Regions from separate parts of the Mus musculus genome. Here region 2 is linked to region 1. A link is a contact called in public HiChIP or PLAC-seq data. All regions are on one chromosome and are shown on one strand. Each heading gives the region's core, a stretch centred on a gene start, on an enhancer-like site or on the middle of the called end of the contact. The rest is flanking DNA. Distances are from core to core; before and after follow the strand shown. Region 1 holds the start of Tfpi (tissue factor pathway inhibitor). Region 2 has its middle 13 kb from the start of Gm13710.

Evidence for each region. HiChIP or PLAC-seq counts read pairs in DNA pulled down with a chosen protein or histone mark.
Region 2: an H3K27ac HiChIP or PLAC-seq map of extraembryonic endoderm stem cells shows a contact between it and region 1. The contact joins the enhancer-like site here to the promoter of Tfpi in region 1. A contact is called at or near these places in 1 of 39 promoter capture datasets (macrophages), 1 of 15 datasets of contacts at CTCF or cohesin (the NIH/3T3 cell line), 5 of 484 Hi-C or Micro-C datasets (the C2C12 cell line, CD4 T cells, the HPC-7 cell line and 1 more), 9 of 115 datasets of contacts at active chromatin or transcription factors (the HPC-7 cell line, bone marrow-derived macrophages, effector CD8 T cells and 5 more) and 3 of 9 other capture datasets (adipose tissue, embryonic stem cells and pancreatic islet).

The regions. Positions count from the first base shown.
Region 1 is chr2:84,470,306-84,476,389 of GRCm38.p6, reverse strand. It overlaps Tfpi (tissue factor pathway inhibitor), which reads left to right and starts at 2,216. Exons shown (of 9, transcript NM_011576.1): 1 at 2,216-2,447; 2 at 2,591-2,691.
Region 2 is chr2:84,517,261-84,523,344 of GRCm38.p6, reverse strand. No RefSeq gene overlaps it. Among named protein-coding and RNA genes, the nearest start is that of Gm13710, 13 kb to the right of the region's middle. RefSeq lists an enhancer at 2,542-5,380. Within about 2 kb of position 3,569, at least 108 of the 459 cell types and tissues checked have an H3K27ac peak or open chromatin away from gene starts, as enhancers often do. A contact at or near this core is called in the NIH/3T3 cell line, adipose tissue, embryonic fibroblasts and 3 more, where this site is marked.

The sequences.
Region 1 (6,084 bases), core at 967-3,466:
CATCTGGAGGAGTTCATAGCAGAGGGAAAAAGAAGTAGACCGAACATGGCCAGGAGACTTGACATGGCCAGGGCTAGGGAAGCTGGAGAGCAGGGAGATGAGTGGAAATAGTGGGAGATGAAGACTCAAGGACACAGACACACCACACACACACACACACACACACACACACACACACACACACACACACACGTGGGGGGGGGGTGAGAGAGCTTTGAAATTCGTAAAAAGTACTTGTGAGTAGGAGCAGAGGAAGTTTGGAGGCCAGCATGGGCTGTGATATGCAGCCGTAGGTATATGTCAATGGAGCCATCTGTCACTTCTGCCAGAAGTAAGGGAAAGGACAACTTTTGGCCGATGGGAACTGCTTTCAAAAGTTCCGGAGGCATGGTGGCTTTTATTTATCCTCCAGAAATCCTTCTGTGGTCCAGCTTGAGCTCATTTCTGTATATTTGGACAGCTGAGAGAACTAATAGTTCCAGCCTTTTGTTGATGATAAAGGGTGATGTAGTGTCTCTCTTCCGTAGCTGCTTCTTAGGTGGAGAGGGTTGTCCTGGCAGGCTAGGAAAGCTGGAATTCCAGAGTTGCAGGCTGGGATGGGGTGGGTGTGGATGTGGAGGTGGGGGTGGGGGTATGAGTGGGGGTGGGGGACAGGGTCTGGTTTGCTGAGTGAACCTAAAGAGAGAGACAAAGAACAATTACATTGGCTTACCAGTGGCAAGGGATCTTCTGAGCAATGACAGATGGAAGCCCTGAAGTTTGCATGAACTGTTTTAAGCATATAAAAAGAGGTTAAAGGTTTAGATAGAATGACCACTGTCTGTGTTCTGCAAGGAAGTACTCATTGTAGCAAAGCAGTTAACAAAAATCTGTAAACAGTTGGAATAGACCTTTGAGCCTTAGCAAAACAAAGCTTGAAAAGTTATTAGCATAATAGGAGCATGAACATTTATTTATCTGTAATAAGACAGAGATTTCTTGTCAGGGAAGAGAACAAAAGAACAGAGGTGTTTTTTTCACAATGATAAGTGCCTTTATTTAGAAAACAACTAAAGAAAATTAACAATTTTGGGCCTGTGACTATGATGTTTTTAAAAAGTTTAGTAGCCAGTGTTTTACCAGGGCTAGATTCATCAGAACTCCACTGAGTGAACCCTGAAGTCTTCACATCGTATACCATCTTGAAAGTCTCATTTTTCACGCACCTTAAATCATTTTCACATACTTTGAATCCCTTCCTCAGACCTTGGCAAGTTGCATAAACTTTAAACTTTTTTTTTTTTTTTAAAATCTGGAAAACTCTAATACTTTGAGGCATAGGTGTTTGATTAGTGAACAAAGTCACAAAAAAGTAAGCTCTTTTGAATAAAGGAACAGCAGAGAGCAAGTTTTGAGTAACAACACGATGGCTTGAGTTTGCTCTCACACTGAAATCTGTTTTTGTGAGTTTATCTTTCTCAGCAGGAAGCCTGTCAGCGAGGCAAACGTGTCTGTGAGCTTGCCTGTCTCAGCTGGAGACCTGAGCTCTGGAAAAGGCAAGGCCTTAGGAAACGGTCTGACTAAGCAGCTGTGTCCCTGAGAAGGCAAGGCCTTAGGAAACGGTCTGACTAAGCAGCTGTGTCCCTGAGGTGAGAGGCTAAGATTTATCAGATTGCTGCTCCCAATCTGATAAAACACGCAGTCAACATCACCCCAGAGGTCTGAGGGTAAATTTGAGCAGGAAGTATAGACCAAATGGCCTCTGGGCCAATTAAGAATGACAGATTTAACTGCCACCTGAACAGTCAGTATGGTGATCTGTTGTGAGCAGAGGTGAACCGAGTTTTGCAGCCACACACACAGGGCAGCGTTAAGTCTTCAGTTAACCACAGTGGGCAGCAATCAGCCCTCAGCCACCAGACCCAGACGGTCTAAGAGATTTTCCCGTGGAACTTGGGAAAACTACCTTAGAGAGGCAGAGTAGGGCAGAATAGGATCCCACAGTGTCCACAGTTTGGGCAGGACCCAGGCCTCGGGTGAGCCTGGGGCAGTGCTTTGCTCCAGGTGAAGTCTGTGGCCGCCCATCTTCTTTCCTGTTACCAGAAGCTGGGTATTGTTGTCTATTAGGGTAAAAGTTTGACAGACTTCCTGGTAGGCACCAGATAGGGAGAGGGCCGTGGCTAGATAATGGCTAGCTTCCTCACCTATTGACTTTGACACAAAAGCTTCCAGGGGAGAATCCTTACTGAGGGACTGGCTCAACAAGGTCAAGACCTGATGAGGACATGTCACACATAGTTTCACAGTTTCATAGTTTCGGACCAATCAACGGCAAACTGACCAACCCTGAAGTGGGGGAGGAAGACTCTTCGAATGCTTTAAAACCTCAGGACTCGAGAGAAGAGACTGGGGTTTTCGGCTTCCCGAGCAACCTTTACAGAGAATCTTTTTCTCCGTGTGTCTGACGCGTGAGTGTGTTCCCCACCCTAAGTAGATGCTTGCCTTTAACTCCTACTTCTCTCTATTGCTCTTCTGAAATTTCCTGCCTTTAATTTCTTTAACTGCCAGAGAAACGGAACCCAATTAAGACCCTCTAAACTATTATTTTTAGACTGTATCACTTTCGGGACCTGTCTCCGGATTTCTTCTGAAGACGGTATAATTTTGGGACCTCATCTCCAGATCTCATTTAAGGACTACTGACTCATCAAGGTAAGAAACCCAAGGGAGATGGTGGTGGTGGTGCGGTGGAGGTGTGCTGGCCAGTCCAGTTGGCCCAACTACAAGGTGTCCAGGTGCATTGCTCAGTGTCAGTCACGATGTCACCGTCGCTTCTGGGCAGAGGTGCTCATTCGGGAGATGGCACAGAAGCAGGAAGCAGACTTCTGCGTTGGCACTCTTGGTGCCCTGCGGGGGCATTCTGACAAATGCCCTTTTATGGTGCCTGCCCACCCTCACTAGTTGTTATCCCTTGCTCTCATCACAACCTCAAACTGAGAAGAAAGGCCAGATGCAGGGGCACTCCTGTAATCCTAGCCCTCTGAGGCAGAGTGAGGTGGGTCTGTAAGTTTCAGTCAGCCTGGTCTACAGTGAGACTAGCCACCGATAAGAAATGAAGTTGTGGTCCAGATATGCCCTCCCACCCCCGGATTGGTTTCTAAGTCTTCTAAGTCTTGGTTTAACTATAAAATATGCCAGAATATTTCAGATACTTATGAATGTCCTCTTCTCTAGCAGTACACATTGAATAACCACACTGTCGATAAAAGTTTTTTAATCGTTTTTAACATCTCAATTTGTCCATGCTATTTTGTCGCAACTTAAGAGTATTCTCTTTTTTTTTTTTCCCCATGAAGTGATTTCCATTTTTACTTTGTTTGTGTTTTGCTTTTGTTTTTTGAAACAGGGTTTCTCTCTGTATAGCCCTGGCTGTCCTGGAACTCGATCTGTAGACCCAGGCTGGCCTCGAACTCAGAGATCCGCCTGCCTCTGCCTCCCCAAGTGCTGGGATTAAAGGTGTGCGGCCACCACCGCCCGGTCCACTTTTACTTTTTATATTATGAATAAGTGGTTAGAGCCACATGATCTAAAGAGTTTAGCATCTTTATTCCAAGAGGAGCCTTATTTATTTTATAAAACCATTTCTGTCAACTACTTTGTACCTAAAAGAAAAAAAAATAATCCTTAAAATGGCCACAGTTTCAAATATGGACATATTATGACATCAGGGAATTTTATATTGAGCAATTCTCCAGAAAATTACACCCTCTGTAACTAAAGTCAAGACCAAGTCAAACTAAGGCCAAGATTCACTATTGGATTGGTCAGTCTCTCAGGAAGATGATGAACCAGAGCCAGGAGCCATGTGTTTGTGTGCTTTCATTTCTGGTTTGTTTTAAAACTGCTTCATGTTCTAATATTCATTCTTCGGGTCCAAAATGGTTTATTTCATTGCTCCCCATACTTAATTTTTGAGCAGGGGAGTCTTTAAAAATATGATCAGCTGGGCAGTGGTGGCACACGCCTTTAATCCCAGCACTTGGGAGGCAGAGGCAGGCTGATTTCTGAGTTCGAGTCAGACCTGGTCTACAGAGTGAGTTCCAGGACAGCCAGCCAGAGGTATACAGAGAAATCCTGTCTTGGAAAACCAAAAAAGAAAAAAAAAAATCAACTGGGTGTGGCCAGATCTCTGAGTTCAAGGCCAGTCTGGTTTATGGAGTTCTAGGGCAGCCAGGCTACACAGGGAATCCTTACCTTGGAAAATTGAAAAAGTAAAACAGGTCAACTTAGTCTCCCCTTCCTCCTCTGCCTAAGTTCAGTGGGTTAATTTAGACTGCAGTATTTGTGTAACAAGTGCCTTTACTGGTTGCCGCATCTCACTGGCTTGCAACACAGTTAAAGAAAAGAAGACTTGGCTAGGCCTTGTGCACTATATAGTATCAATTATCAATTGTCTCATCACCTTCAACGGCCTCTAACTAAAAATGTTTTTACAAATTGATTAATAGCTTGTTTATGAAAGCACAAACAACAATTGCCTAGTTATATTTTGTTCCTAAAAGAAAAATAACCATGCTAGTTAGAAGCTTAAATTAATGGGGCCAGTTATTAGCCCCTCTTACTTGGACTCAAAACACAGAGGCAGGATATTTCAAGATTGGCTACCTCAGCATGAATTCAGGCTCTTTCCAGAACATTCTCATCATTTACAGTAAATCAATGTACTTAGAGCTGTCTTTCTTAACATCATGTGGCAGCTGTTTGAGTCACAGGTATGACATCATAGGATAAGTTAAAGGCGACTCTGAGTGGATCTTTCTATATAGTGAAATTAGATGAAGGAACATTTAGAAAAAGCCCCCTATCTTCTACCCAGCAAGATACATCACACAGATCCCCCTAGACCGGTGCTTCTCAAACTGTGGGTCGTGACCTTGGGGCCGCATATTACATATTTACATTATGATTTGTAACATTAGCAAAATTAGTTATGAAGTAGCAATGAAATATCTTCCGGCTAGAGACCATGAGGATCTGTATTAATGAGTCGCAGCATGACGAAGGTTGAGAACCACTTCCCTAGGCACAGATGATCATATCCTGACATCTAAGTCAATCACCATCAATCACTTATCACCATGATGAGTGCAGATTAAAGCTTTGTTCTTGGGACAGGCATAGGCTAGCCTGTGTCACCACGCCCGGCTTGTATCTTCTCTTGTCAAACCGTTTTGTATTTTCTCTTGTCAAACCACGTATCTCTCCTCGAACACCATTCCCTTCCTCTCCACCAGTAATCTTCAAATACACTTTTTGTTGTGAATGTGACGAGCTTTTAAAATGAATATTGTTTTGTTTATTTCCTGCATAATCACCTACTTGTCATTACCAAGCAGTTTCAAGCTCGAATATATACACTGCTTAGTTATATAATATTATTTTCTTTGGCTAAAATAAACATGAAGGTATATCTGGTCATCTTTGTAATATTTAGTTCATAAATATAATTTTGGTTTTTTAAAAAAAGAATTATAGGTATTTCTGAACAGTGAACATTCACATGTAGGACAATGCATGACTTAGTGATTATGTTGCAAACCAAAGTCATGCCTATTTTGTATATAATAACCACTATCTGGTTAATAAAATCCGGCTGTGAGGCTAAATCAAGTGTCTAATGGGAATGATTGCTGACATAAAGGCAAACATTACCAGGAATTGATTGGCTGAGCTCACAACAGCCCAGGAATCATTTAGTGAGGGATTGGCAATACTTTGTATTATGAAGAAGAAAGTGTTAAACGTTCACTACTGCTTATCATTTTGAAAAACTCTCTCCTCCCCCTCCCTCCCCTACCTTTCTCTCCCTCTCTCCTCTTTTTTGTCTAGAGACAAAGTGGTAACATAATTTTTTGACAGTTTCATACACGTATACAATGTATTTTATCAAATCCATTTTCCACTCCCTCTCCTGTAACCTTTCCATAAATTGCTGAGTCTAATTAGGGCTGTCAGGATGCACATGGATGTAGGTCCTATCCAAACTCCAACTAGAGGTTCTGGGGTTGTTCAGAGATTCACCAGTCTGACTCATATTTTGATTTT
Region 2 (6,084 bases), core at 2,320-4,819, 46 kb before region 1:
CTTCTCTTTAGGTTTCTTGACCTAAAGAGGGGTTTGCTTCCTGTTTTTTGGTTGGCTGGTCTTCTGTGTCTCTGTGGCCTGTGGAGAATTTATTATCAAAAGGAAAAGTCTTTGCTAAGGAAATTGTCTTGTTATATTGAAAAAAAAATAGCCTAAGTGCTAAATTCTTGCATCTGGGTAGAATGTCGAGGGAGTGATGGTTAGAGGTTTCCTGGAATCTGGGATGTTTTTATTGTTGAGAATAATTACCCCAAATCTGTAAATGAGGCCAGGAGATACCTGGGTCACCCTAGAGCATTGATGGACGTGTTTGCCTTTCTCATTTTGACGTTTATCAGGGATGGAGCAGTTAGACTCCGAAGTTTTGTCTGAGAGGTTCAGTTCAGCCATGCTATTCAGTCCAAACTGCTTACATTTCGTTTTAAACTTGAGCCATAACTCACGACTGTCAAGCTTTGCTTCTTCTTACTTTTCCACTTACAGTGTCTACATGCTTAGCTCCCTGCTTTTGCTTCAAGAGATTTATAATCTGAAGCAGTCCAGGGTTCCCAAATGAATCCATACCTGGCTCCTGTCTTCTGTGCTCTCTGTTTGAACTCTTCTTCCTTTGTTTTCCATCGGGCCTTAGCCCTGTACATTTCACAACTTCAGAGAATTCCAGGTGTACTGCTTGCCTTGCTAACTTCACCTCCTGGGATACACTGATGATACAATGGAGAGTTGTCATTATGACTGGCTTTCGATGCTTCTTTGTGTGGCAGCCTTCTTCCTCAAAGTGGTTGCTCCTGACTCTATGTCCTGGCATCTGCAGTGTCTTCTTTTCTTTCTCTCTGTGAATTGCTCTGGCTTAGCTCCATCTCTTTCTATCTAGTCACAGACATCCGAGTCATGTCAAAGTGGTCTGGAGATGTGATAGCTCTTTGTTTTCTGTGTCTCAAGAATCAGAATGAAGTCAGGCAGTGGTGGCACACATCTTCAATACTGGCACTTGGGAGGCAGAGGCAAGAGGATATGATATGAGTCCAGACCATTCCTGCTCTGCAGAGTGAGTTTCAGGACAGCCAGGGGGACACAGAGGAAGTTTGTCTTAAAAAACAAAGACAAATGAGAATCAAAATGAAAGTCTTTCTGTCAGAGAGTTATGGTTGTTTGCATTACGTGAGAACAACTCTCCTAGTCAGGCATGGTGGCGCAGGCTTTGTAAATCAAGAGTTCAAGATAGTTCTCCACTACATGAGACCCAGTCTCTACCAGCCAACCTACCAAGAAAGCCTCCTAGAAATTAAGAGAAACCAAGTATGTAGTCAAAGAGCTTAGGACAAAGGAAGTAGAGAATGTGTGATGAATATTCATAGGAAGGCAGGAATCGACCGTGCTCTTCTGAGGTACACGATGGGTTATGTCTACACAAATACTCAGCATCCCATGGCATCTTGCAGAGACGTTCTTAGGTTCACGGGCCATCATCTAAGTTGTTCATATAGAATGCGTGGCTGCTCACAACGCTCTGGTAAGCAGGTGTTTCTGGTCAGACACATTCGTCCTATCTTCTGTGACTCTCTGATGGAGTAGCTGTTGGCTCAGGTAGAAAAGATGAGAAAGTAGAAAAGATGTGTGTGTGTGTGTGTGTGTGTGTGAGAGAGAGAGAGAGAGAGAGAGAGAGAGAGAGAGAATATAGTACAGAGTTAAAGCTCATTTTCCCACCTACATTGTTGTCTAGATTTGTCTCTTCCTCTTTCTTTCCTGTTATCCACTTGATAAGCATTTTTGATTTGGGCATTGCAATTTGACCCACAATCCTTTCTTCTCCCTGATGACACACAAGGAGCCCAATTTGTACCAATTTGTCCATCTAATATGCAGCATCGTGCCTTATCCCAGCTGTTGCTTTTTGTGGGAAACCTAGGGTGAGGCATCTGGGTTCCTAAGTCATTTGGAACTGATTTTTCTCCTCATCCACTGTGTTCCCTAAGCCTTAGCCCAAGAATTGTCTGTTCTGTCTTTAATGTCACCCTTTTGTTGTGGCTGCCCAGGTATGCTCTCTGGCTGGATTCCACTTCCCTGTTTCCACCCAATTCTGGCCTAGTGCTCAGAATATCAACCTCTCACACTCTTCTTCCTCCGATCCCTGGCTGTTACAGGATACTTGAACCTGTTTCTAGTTAGGGTGTGGCTCAGCCCTTAGCACTTACCTTTGATCCCAAACAATGAAAGTCAAGCTAGTTTGTAGAAGGAAGCACCCATGTTTGAAAGTGAATCAGAGAAAGATCTGACAGAATGCGGAGGTAGGTCCGACTTTCACGAGACAGGAAGCTACTTAAGGGAGAGACAGTAGAGGAAGAAGAGAGTACAGTGAAGGAATACAGTAGAGTTGGTGGAGAGCAGTAGCGTTGAGAGAGGAGTGGCGCAGTACAGAGAGGGAGGAGGAGGCGGATTTGCAGGGTAGAGTTTTACAGAGAACAAGCTAGGCACAGGTAAAGACAGAATGAACCAGAGAATGAGAAGGAGACAGATGATGAGAAAAGTTAGTTTGAGGCAATTCAAAGGCCAAGAGAGAAGCCAGTTTAAATCAGTCAGCTGGGAGGGGAGTTTGAGCCAGAACAGCTGAGTTGAACCAGCCAGCCAGAGTTCAGAAAGAACCAGAAAGGGGAACCTTACTCTGCAGCAAGTCTCAGAGGCTGAAACCATTCTAGGCCTAGATTAGCAGATGGAGGCAGTAAGCCTCCCAGACAACAGCTATAACAGGGGAATAAAAGTTAAGTTGCTTTTACACCTAGGTTTTCTTGGGTTTCTTAGGGCAAGAGGTGAAGGAGTTGGCAGGGCCAATAGGAACAAGTGACTTGGAGCTGAAGAGAGAACTCAGCAAGTAAGAGCCCTTGCTGCTCTTGCAAGAGGTCCCAAGTTTGGTTCCCAACATCCACATGGTAGTTCAGGACTGTCTATATAGACAGTTCCAGGGGACCCTCTACTGGTCTCTGCAGGCACCAGGCACAGTCACAGTGAGCATGTACGCATGAAAGGCAAACACTCACAAACATTAAACAAAATAAAGCAAAAAAGAACTGACGACCCCAAGAAGAAAAGGGAGGAGACCAGCCCCTCTTTAGTTTTCTACCTCATGAGGAATTATTGTGTAAAAACAAAGGCTTGCCAGGAGGGAGATTTGTTTGTGTGAAGAAATGCCTTTGGGATCTGGGGTGGAGGCCTGGCATAGAAAGATCGGCAGCGCACTTAGAGAAGACAGAGGGTACACCATGGACATAGCCATGAACGCGTTCTGAAGGCCTGGCATCCCCACCTGTGCTGTGACATCACACGCTTCTTCCCTAGTGACCCCATTCACTGCCACATTATACAGTCCAATTGTGAGCCGTGTGCGGGTGTTTATCTTTATTGTCGCCCTGGCTGGCCTTGGAACCACTCCCATTTCCTTCTCTCCTCATACGTAGTAGGAAAGGCATACAAGGCACATGCCAAACCATGAACAAAGGTTAACCTGGCACAGTGGAATACGTTAAGCTTTTCCCCTTTCATCCTTGTTTGGTGTGTCTCAATTCTTTTCAACGGTCAGGTACGTACTCTGCCAAGTTTCCACTCCACTCTCTCAAGAACCTAAGAGTCCAGACTGACCTGCCTATCTGACGTGAGGGAGACAAGGTGACTACTGAAACCGTGGAGCAAACACTGGCCTATTCCAGACAAATCCCGGAAACAGTTTCCCGAGTGTAAACAGAAGCAAAGCCTGTGGAATGCAGGCTGAGAGGGAAAGTAGATCTCTGTATTTATTTTGGGGGCAGTCTCTAAAGGGGAAAGGCATGCCTGTAGATTTGACTTTCCCAGAGGTTCAAACCAGCACAAAGTTACCCACAGGGAAAGATGCGGCAGCAAAGGAGTGCTGTGACTGCCGGGGCCGTGGGGAAGAGCAGGGTCTGGAGATGATTAAAGCCAGAATCTCCAGAGAGGAGATTCATTCTAGGTGATGAATCGGAGAATTGATTGTCTTTTCTTATTGAAGGCTACACTAATCAGGAAGAGTGGATCTGTCTGGAGAGGGAACTGTAGTGGAAACAACGTAAAACACGGGGCTCTAGGATCATAGATATAGGCTGTCTCAAAGACAATTAGACCTTTCAGCTGAAGGAATGAGACATACTACACCAAGCTTAGAGTCATCTTAAATGGGTGTGTGAGTTCCGAACTAGTTTTGGTATTCAAGTTTGGTTATTTGTACAAAGGATGAATTTACCTTTCAATAGGCTGTTGTCTTCCCTTGGTATCCGCTAGCCAACTGGGACTTCATTTATTTCTAAAACAGTACAAGGCTCTTTTGGTTTCACCTACAAAAGTGAATGGGCCTCTGTATTTCAAGGTTGCACATTTTCTGTTCTCTTTAAGCAGAGATAAGGACTCCGGGGCTGCGGAATACAATAGGCTATTCTTGTAACTCAGCAGAGCCGGGCACTGTGAGTAATCTCTGCTCTTGACCCTACACCCACCTTGAAGCAGAAACTTGTATCACATCCCCCAAAACAAATCCATTGTAAGAAAGGAATAATGAGTAATGACAACTTTACTGACTGTTTCTTGGGGAGACAGAAAAGATCTCTGTATCCTGTGGAGGTAGTTTTGATTTATAACAAAGCATAATAAAAAATTTCATGAGACATTCATGCTCTTTTTTCTCCTAAGGAGAAAGGTTTCACATTCTTTTCTAGCTTTCTTCTTATTTTGGTATTCATAAGCAAAACATGATGTAATCTTTTAAAAATCTCTCATCCTCCCATCTATCCCTCTGCCTGGCCATTGACAGGCTTTGCCTTTAAGAGGACGGTGAGGTCTAGTGTTTGGGAGAAGAATCAAGAAATTACTAATTCACTTAAAATCTGCTAATAACTCATGATGAGTGGAAACAAGCAATGCCCCACTCCTTGTGGCATTCCCTGATCTTGTCAATATTGGGTTTCCTTTGGACATGGGAACTTTGACTTATACAATATTTTTAATTTATTCTTTGGTAATTTTAAGGGTAATCAATGTATTTTGGCCATATTAGTCTTCCAGTTTCCCCTCCATCTATGGATCTATGGATCCATCCATCCATCTATCCATCATCCATCATTTCATTAAGTGTTATTGAACATTCACTTTATTCAAGGGAAGGCTAAAAACAGTGATAAACAGAACTGATGAAATTCATGTGCACTTGTGTTAAAGGAACAGAGCGGCTATAACTATATAAGAGTATCTAATGGTGGTAAATTCTTTGAAAGCAATTCTGATATTTGGTGAATAACAAAGGCCTTCTTAGTGATGTGACATTTGCTGACTTAAACTTTCAGGCCTCATAAAACAAAATTATAATTGACATCTCCCCAACCTTTCAAATTTGGAATTTTGGAGTCAGCATACTAAAATACATTGTTCAACTCCTATGAGAGATACAAAGGAATCAAACGCAAGATGGTCAGATTTCTTCTATAAAGGGACAGACAATATGATTGCTGGCTTTGTAGGCTTTGAGGGCTCTGTCTGCTGCTTATTACACAGAAAAGGAACACTTTCTGTGTTCATATATATCTTCACAAAAACGGGGGAGCCTGTTCTGCACCTATTAGCTGCAGTTTCCCGACCTTTGAACTAGGTTGAGCTTTAAATTTCTTCAAATTGATATCATCAGCTCTTTTCTTCCATGAGCAGAGCTTCTTTCTGTAAATAATCCTTTTCTTGATCATTATTTTTTCTTAAGATAATTCAAATTACAGTAGTCTAATCTGGAAAATTTATACAGGCTATGTGATGGTAAATTTTGATTTTCAGATTGGCACAGTATTGAATAACCTGAATGGATGTCAATGAGAGACTATTCAGATGAGCTTGCCTATAAGGGCAAGCGTATGGGGGATTATCTTGACTAGTTGAGGATTTATCTGCTGTGAATAACGCTATTCCTGATTATGAATGTGATATGACTACCTGTTTTCCCCTCAATGATGAACTCTAACCTGGAATATTGAGTTAAAACAAATCTTTTCTCCCCTAAATTGCCTTTGTTAGAGTGTTTTTATCATAGCAGCATGAAGTGAA